2 separate regions of the Anas platyrhynchos genome follow, and region 1 is linked to region 2. A link is a contact called in public Hi-C data. All regions are on one chromosome and are shown on one strand. Each heading gives the region's core, a stretch centred on a gene start, on an enhancer-like site or on the middle of the called end of the contact. The rest is flanking DNA. Distances are from core to core; before and after follow the strand shown.

The links. A called contact is a pair of places that touch in the nucleus more often than the background predicts.
Region 1: a Hi-C map of F5 follicle shows a contact between it and region 2, with 3 times the contacts expected there. The contact joins two enhancer-like sites. A contact is called at or near these places in 4 of 8 Hi-C or Micro-C datasets (F5 follicle, liver, skeletal muscle and 1 more).

The regions. Positions count from the first base shown.
Region 1 is chr5:54,716,043-54,720,190 of IASCAAS_PekinDuck_T2T, forward strand. It overlaps NAV2 (neuron navigator 2), which reads left to right. Exons shown (of 42, transcript XM_072039124.1): 41 at 4,043-4,148. Among named protein-coding and RNA genes, the nearest start is that of PRMT3, 13 kb to the right of the region's middle. Within about 2 kb of position 2,454, at least 2 of the 8 cell types and tissues checked have an H3K27ac peak or open chromatin away from gene starts, as enhancers often do.
Region 2 is chr5:54,621,914-54,625,936 of IASCAAS_PekinDuck_T2T, forward strand. The region is part of intron 14 of NAV2 (neuron navigator 2); the gene reads left to right. Among named protein-coding and RNA genes, the nearest start is that of PRMT3, 110 kb to the right of the region's middle. Within about 2 kb of position 2,683, at least 3 of the 8 cell types and tissues checked have an H3K27ac peak or open chromatin away from gene starts, as enhancers often do.

The DNA of each region.
Region 1 (4,148 bases), core at 1,204-3,703, 94 kb after region 2:
AGAGTCTGGAAAGTTGAAAAGGGCTGAAGATAAGTGGAGAATAGTAAATTATGGTGATGTATCAGAAGCTTGTGTTTTGGTAAGAGGACAAATGCCATTTTAGGGGTATAACTTAAAAGCTCATAGAAGTAGGAAGAGGGAAGTACTTCTCTATGTTTAAAAAAAAAAAAGATTTAAAAGTTAAAAGGGTTCAGAAAAAGGCAATAGTTATAATTTAAGATACAGAAAGCATTTTACAGTGAAATGAGAAGTTCAAACTATTCAGTTTATTTAATAGGAAGATGAAACAGTTTTGATCTTTGGAAGCCTTCTGTTTAAGTGGGGGAAGAACATTTACTGGCTGTTTGACAAGTTTGCACTAGAAAAATTCAAACTATGAGCAAGACACAGTTTGTTATTAGTAAGAGTAATTAATAGTTAGGAAATTTTACTACAGAAATAATAGGTTCTCTACCATGTATGTCTCTGAGCCCAAAATCTTTCTGAAACATGAAAGAACTCCCAAGAAGTTACAAGCTCCTTGAGAGAAGCAGTCATGGCACAGAATAGTAATTTGGGGTTTGTGAATAACAGTTTTCTCCATTCTGGGGCTGCTTAGGGGTCACCTTTACAGTATTCATGGGGACGACTTGTCAGGAAGATCTGTTAGAAAAGTGTGAAAGTTTTCTTTTGAAAAATACTATTTCTTTTCTATTCAATACAGTTTCTGTATTTGAGGTTCAGCTCTTGTTTGGATGGGAGTACTCTGCAGAAAATGAAACAATAATGAGGAGAAGACACACAAGTTTGAAAATGTGCTTAAAAGGAAAAAAAAAAAAAAAAGAGAGAAAAAAAAAAAGCTTGTCCACTTAAGAAACACCTGGAGTTTCATTTACTATCTCGACAGTAGAGGTTTATAGATGTTAACAGAGAGAGTGCGAAAAAACAGCCTTGTCATAGAAATTTCAGTTTTTACTAGTGGCTCCTAATAACTACTAAATACATGAATTGTACAACTAGTTTTAGTAAGAATCTGTACAAACTGTGTTTACCATTTGAATTCTGACAGTACCTGGAGACTTCATTTTCCTTGAGATGATTGTGGTAGGTACTTAGATGTCAGGTTTTCAGATTGCACAAGGAGAAACAGAGGTAGAAATAGAACAGAAGAGAAGAACTATTTTACATAATTCCTGTATAGGGTCCCCACAAAGGAAGGTAAAGGGAGCTAATAATCTTTTTGACCTAAAACAAGTGAGAAGACAGGGTTCTTGTTTCCTCCTGAAATGGGATGCTCGAGCATGTTCTATTGTGTTTTGAATGTCTTTTATCAGCTGATCAGGAGGTATGGAAAGCATTGAAACATTAATAACAGAAAGGATGAGAAAGCATAACAATTGATAAAACCCTGGTTTTGCTTCCTCGTTTTGCCTGTTATCTGCATCTTTATGTTATTTGAATGGATTGCATTTGAAGTGTAAGCATTCCAGTTTCTCACTTTTTGCTTTAGATTCTGTATCTGCTCCAATCCAATTTCCCCATATTCCACTAATTCATTTCGTTTTAAATAATTTCCTCGTTTGCTTTAGAATTCTCTTTTGTTGAGTCTGTTGATGAGAATAAAACATGAGTACTCAAATTGCAGCCAGAGTTGTACTAATTAACAAGCTAATACTAGAAATGTGTATTTCATTTTTGGCTGTTTTCTGTCCCCACACCCACAAAGGCTCCTTTGAGAACACATCTTCCCATCTGAAATTGCCTGCCAGAAAGAAAGGGTGGACTGCTGATTTCACTCTGATCTCTCTGGATCTAAACTGAACTATTTTTATGTTTCTGTTTCTCATTTAGAGGACTATTTTGGGTCAAAAACAAGAGAGCCAAAAGGATCCTTAGAATAATTGCTCCCATTGGAGCCGCTGAGTTTTTGGTTCTTCAAAACAGGGATTTGAAATTTACAGGGTTTTAAAAACCCATTGTTCTTCCTGCTCGGTATATTGATATGGAATGGAGCACCAACAAAAAGAAGGTCTAAAGTCTCTGTGGCTTCCTGATGCCATCACTCGTACTCCAGTGGTTTCTGTGTGGTGCTTTGTGGACCAACCTGTTAGGTTCTTACTCCTTAATTGCACCTTCTATGTCTAGAAAGCATTCATATGAAAGGGGCAGGACTGGTTGCTGTGGATGGGAATGGTAAGCTGGTAATTCGATCTTTCATCTGCTGAAGATACATCATGATTTTGTATCCTGCAATGGGGATTTGACATCCTAATTTTCAGAAATGATCTAGGAACCACACAGACCTTCTAGGCAGCACGGACGTGTGGAAAATATAAAATTCTCTGCCATCACGACTTGCCGTAGATTTGAGAACAAGACTAAAATATGCGATCTGGCTTACCACAGCTTGAAGACATTATGTTGGGAAAATAATGCAATACAGCTCAAGGACGCAGACAAGTTTTTTTTGTAGCATAAAGCCATGTGTAAGACTGCCTAGCACCACCTGCTGGGCACGCCTGCTCTGTGCTCTGCCTGCTTTAGTGCTGTTCCAGAAAGTGTTCAGTACCTTGTGATTTCCGTATGGCATTTGACTGCCATCTATTAGTAAGTCTGCATTCATGTCTGAGTTTCACCGGAATATAAGCTTCATGTAACTCTTACAGGAAGGCTCTAATAGAACAGATAAAAGACTTTGTTTAGCATGTGCAAATTAACGCAGCCAAATTTTCAGAGAAAGGTTTAGGCTGGTAACTACGTGACATCACTTATAATGAAAGCTGTTTTTATCCTAATATTGCTTAGGAGTCTCTGACGAAATGCCATTCATACACGCTTGCCTGGTATATATCTGTGGAAACCCTCTGCTGCCATGCAGGAAGAGCAGATTTGGATTAATTAAACATGCATCCAGATGAAGTCGGTCTCTTGCATTCTGTTTGGATGCAGCATTTTGGGGGCCTGTTTGCACTGGAAGAATTAGTTTGCATGCTGCAAGAACGTTCAGTGATTTATGGCAATGTGAGGAACAGCACTGGAAACCTCAAGTTTGCCCTAACTATTCCTGTTTGGCAATGGGCAGGATAATAGGATGGGAATGTGGGGAGGAAGAAACACTGATGAAGAAAACAAGATAGCCTTAAATCCATGAAAGAGATGACAAATTTCTTTGTTATACCGCTGCTTTTTCCCCATGTGCATTGTACAGGAAAGAGAGGTCTCTGAATTCAAGTGACAAAGCGCCGGTAATGAACTCCAGTTGCGGAAGGATGCTTAGGCCAGAAAATTATAAAGCAGAAGTTTGAAGTCACTTAAAGTTTTATTTATGCTTTTGAAAGTCATGGGACATTAAAAGGAATTTATTAGCTAATTAAGGCAAACAGCTGAACGTAACGAGAAAGATATGTATAGATTCAGTAACACAAGAAAAGTTTTGGAAATAGAGCACACTTACTTGAAATAAGAATGCAGTCAAATTCTGTTGGTGCATTTTCTTGGTTGAGTACAAAGAAATTCCCTTGGCTTCAAAAACTTATGCTTTGACATCCATCCATCACTATTGCTTGATAACAGGCATTACATTTCCTCCTGTGCATTCTTTTGACTGCAGTTTCACAGCAACAGCAAACAGATAAGCTGTCTCCTGTTGCAGCCTGGATGTGAACGTTAACAGCCTCTTTCCTGTATTTACTTTTATTCAAGTTTTTTTTTTTTTTTTTTTTTTTTTTTTTTTAAAAAAAAAAAAAAGAGAAGAATAAAGAAAGAAAGAAAACACCTGTCCAAATTGAGGTTATTTTCGCATCTCCCTTTCATTAAACGGTACCCACAAAAGGGCATTGCAGCCTCAAAGGAGGTGGTTAGCCTCTTCCAAATCACTTGCCCTCAAAAATAATTAAAATGTTGTCATTAGGGGGATGCAAATCTCATTTGGTTTTGTTCAACCTTACTTGCAAATGTTATCTGCAGTCAAAGAATCAAGGCACATTCATTTTGGTTAGGTAAGCACAGAATAAAATGATAAATGAACAGGAATGCTTTAAAAGATGCTTTTGCACTTTTTCAGTTGTATGGGAGGAGAGCTCCCTGGGAGGATCCTGCCAAATGGGTAATGGACACGTACCCCTGGGCGGCCACCCCACAGCACCATGAGTGGCCTCCTCTGCTACAGC
Region 2 (4,023 bases), core at 1,433-3,932:
TGCGTTGTGTTAAATGAGACTGTTCCCTGTGACTATTTGAAAAATAAATAAAACAACCACAAAGACGGATTTAATAAGCATTTAGAAGGACAGCATATTTACAACAGTTAATTTAGTCAGTGCAATCTAAGGACACGATTTAAGTGTATGTTTAAAATTATATATAATACTCCTATATATAAGTATGTGCACATAATTGTTTTCCCGAACCAGGGTCATTGTGCAAAGTATGACACATGTTGCAACGCTCATTTACAACCACAAGATGGAGAGAGTGAGGCATTTTCTTCACTCACTGGATCCTTTTGCTGACAGAACATTTAAGGAGAGAGTTCATGCGACTGAAATCAGTATATACCTCGTTATGTAGGGTAAAATAGAGCAAAAAAAGGTGTACATGCAAAATAGTCTAATGAGCAAGTGAATGTGCAGAAGTATGAACTGAGAAAATTATTATCAAGGTTTTATGACAACATTTAATGTTTGATTTGACTGGAAAAAAAGCATTTGTTCTTTGGTCCAAAGTCAGTATTCAATTAATTCTAGGAAGTTTAGTTATTATTTCTTAGGTTAAATACAGCATTACGCTAAATTTAAAAATTATCTTGGAGGTGTAGATGGCATATTTACTTTTGTGGTAGCCTTTTCCCTCTCTAGCCACCTTGCATGCTTTTCTTTTCTGAAGTGCCACTGACTGTTGCATTGGCTTATTTGGAAGACTTAGTGCCTCTTCTTGAAACAGAAAGCTGGAATGCAGCTGCTTCATTGGCACTAATTTAAGTGGGAAGCAACCAGAAACCTGCCTGCATTCTGTCCTTTCTGAATCTGTCAATGTTTTCAAATTGAAAAGTCAGACTCAGTTTTTAGTTCTTATTTCAAGAAGCATATAGTACAGAAGCCAGTGAAAAAAAAAATCTATTTCACTGCTGCTGTAACTGTTACTACATTAATAACACATTGTATAGCTAAAATGGTTTGTTTTTATAAAATGAATCAACCTGAGTTTTGTGATGTTTATTGTAGTAACAGCGATTGCTGTTCCTCTGGTGTGTGAGTTTTATTCAAACTTGTGGCTGTAATTTTGGTCTCAAAATGCAAATAAATTCTGAGTAGCTACATGGTTTCTGTAAAACACCAAGGATGAACGAAGAAGCATCCCTGGAAGAATTGTGTCATCTCGGGCATCTGCTGTTCATATGCTATAGGAGCCCCAGTCAAGACCGACACTTCAGTCAGTGTATAAAGTTCAGATTCCAGGTTGAGGGAAAGGGAATAATAAGAAAGCTGTTATGAATGATATTTCCAGAGAAATCTGCGGCTTCACTCGTCTCTGTCTATCATTTCCTTTTCTGTGACTACTTGGTCATTCTGTAGAGTATAAAATGGAAGTCTACAAAGTCTGCAAATACAAGAATGATTTAGATTCAGGTTATAAGGGACTCATAACGTAATAAAATGTTTCTGCCAGTTAGTACCTCTGTCACTGAAGCAATGTATCAAAGCAGAGCGTTAAATGCCAACAGTTGGTGAATATAACATTTAGCAGAACAGTCATGCTCAAAAGCAACTCACCCCTTGCTTTAAACATTAGAACATCTTTAACTGATAGAGAAAGAATATGAATCAGAGTACTTCATTTCCCACTAGTTTTTGAAGAGGGTAGATAATTTTCCACTTTTGACCTATACAACTAGCCACAGATTGATAAACAATAATCTCAATGTCAAGTTCTCAGGACAAGAATGGCTGTGTGTACAAATACATTTTTCTTTTCAATAGCTGTTGCCTTCAGCTGCAAAAGCCTATGCTGCTAGATAATGTGGGTTAGTTTATTTATTTATAGACCGTTATTGTAATCACTGACTAAGTTCCAAGGGCAAAATCTGTATTACAGGTCAATCCATAGTCAGAAAGACTCAGCTTCATTTTCAGATTGTCAGTAGTGCTTGAAGTTTGGGCAGTTTGGAGAGCTTCTCATTGTTGCACTGGTGAGCATTTATAGGGAGCATTCCTAAAAGCAGCCTCAAAACGCTGGGGTTAGATTGTCTGTGGAGAGTAATCGTATGTGCACGTTTCTTGACAAGGGACTACTGCAGGATTGAATTGCAATAACAGCGTTGGATATAATCCCCAAATCAATTGAGAGAGATAAACTTTCTGTCTAAAAGGTGAGGGCGTTACCTGTGGTGAATCTCACTGACACCTAATAATGCTGAATTATGCGGTATAAACAGATGTTTTGGTAGCCTGTTCCATGAGTTATCTTCAGGTTATCCATGGTAATAAAAATAGGGTAGCACTGTGTCTTTGTGGGAGAGGAAAAATACACCACTTCAAAATCAGAGAGGCTGCTCGTGAAGAAAGCATCAGTGTGACTTGCTGTGGAATGAATCTCTGAGATCAGTGTTAGGGCAAACATGTCCAATATTTTCAGAAGCTGAGTTACAGTATGCAGAAAACAGCACAAGAGGGCATTTATATCATGAATAGCTCTTTATTAGCTGGTATATGTTTCACTTTGTCATTTTCAGAATTGCTTCAGTGCTGTAGTCTGAAAACCTTGGATCTGTGTTTTCATTGGCAAACTGATAGGGAAGGAAGCCAAAATATTTGTTACAGCCAAAATAAATCCAATAGCCAAGATAAACTATTTTAGCCCTATAATCCTGATGCTTTCTCTGAAATGTACTGGGTCATGGGAAGTTTCATTTGGCCTCCTTTAGTAAGTCTGCTCAAGCAGAGCTCTGGCATACATTAGGGTTGATTTCATAGGGTTCGAAAGAGTATCTTTTCCAAACAGGCAGAAAATCTCTCTTAAAACTAAGAAGGTCTTTAGGTGGTGGATCAAAGGTGAGACGCGGTCTTAATTTAGAAGCTAAAATATGGACAGAATGGCAAAGCAACAGGACTAGCATTTGTGCAAGGAGGGAAGTAAGCACGCACCTTGCTTGGTTCTGCAGCAGGCTGATCTCGGGGCTCCCTAGCCTCATCAGAAAGGGAAAGCACAAAGCCCAGGACTGTTTCACCTGCCCACTTCAGACAGTTAAACACTCATTCCAGGTGGAGAGTTTAACTCAGTCCTTTCTGGGGGGTTGGTTCAGAAGGTTTTGTCCACTGCAATCTCCCAGTAGCTACTTCAATATGTGTTCTGTCTTTTTTCCCCTCTGTTGTCTCTAATGAGATACAGGGTTTGTTTCCTTTTTATCTGTCCTTGGAATGGAACAACAGAGCTGTTGGTCAGAAACGCCTTTTAAAATTGTTTTCTTTTAATTTAATTAATCCTCTGACCTTGCTTTCTTTACCCTAAAGTGCAGATTTCTCTGCAGTATTAACAGAGTGGATATATTGATTATTGCTTTTCACACGTTTTCTCAGGAAATGGCTTGTGGTTGGCAAACAGCGCTTGTCAAAACAATTTTGTATGGAAACGTCGTTTCCAGAAAAACATAGATGTGTTAGTTTTACAGCTCAAGTACCCTAGGGCCCGCACTTGGAGGCAGAGGGGATGTGAGCAGTCCTGCACACGTACCTGGAGGCAGCATCTGCCTTGGGGAAGGCCTCGCTGTTGCCTTGAGGGGCAAAAGAGCTGCTGCTGACAGCACGTTGGAGGTACGTGGTACGAAGCTGCAGTCTGGAGGATGAGGGAGGCCTCAAGTCTGGTTCAGTTTTCTGAAAAATAGAAACATTAGGTTTGTCTGATTCAGCTGCTAAGGCTGGTGCACAGACCATTTAAAATAACTCTTCTGAGTGTGTTGCGTTTAGAAATGTTACTTAGCAGCTCTGATACCTCACTTATTAAGGCTAGCAGTGAACTGTTCCTTCAGCTATTAGCTGAGGACAGAAGGGCTCAGCCTGCACACGATGCTAAGGGGCCCTATGAAATTCTCCTTGCCCTGACCTCCCTCAGGTGCAGCTGCTGTTGTGGGTGAGAGAACATTGTAGCCCAGCCTTTTCACCATTTCACTAATCTCCCCATTTGTTTGATGCTTTGAGGCTGATACGTTCCCATTACAGACCCCTGTT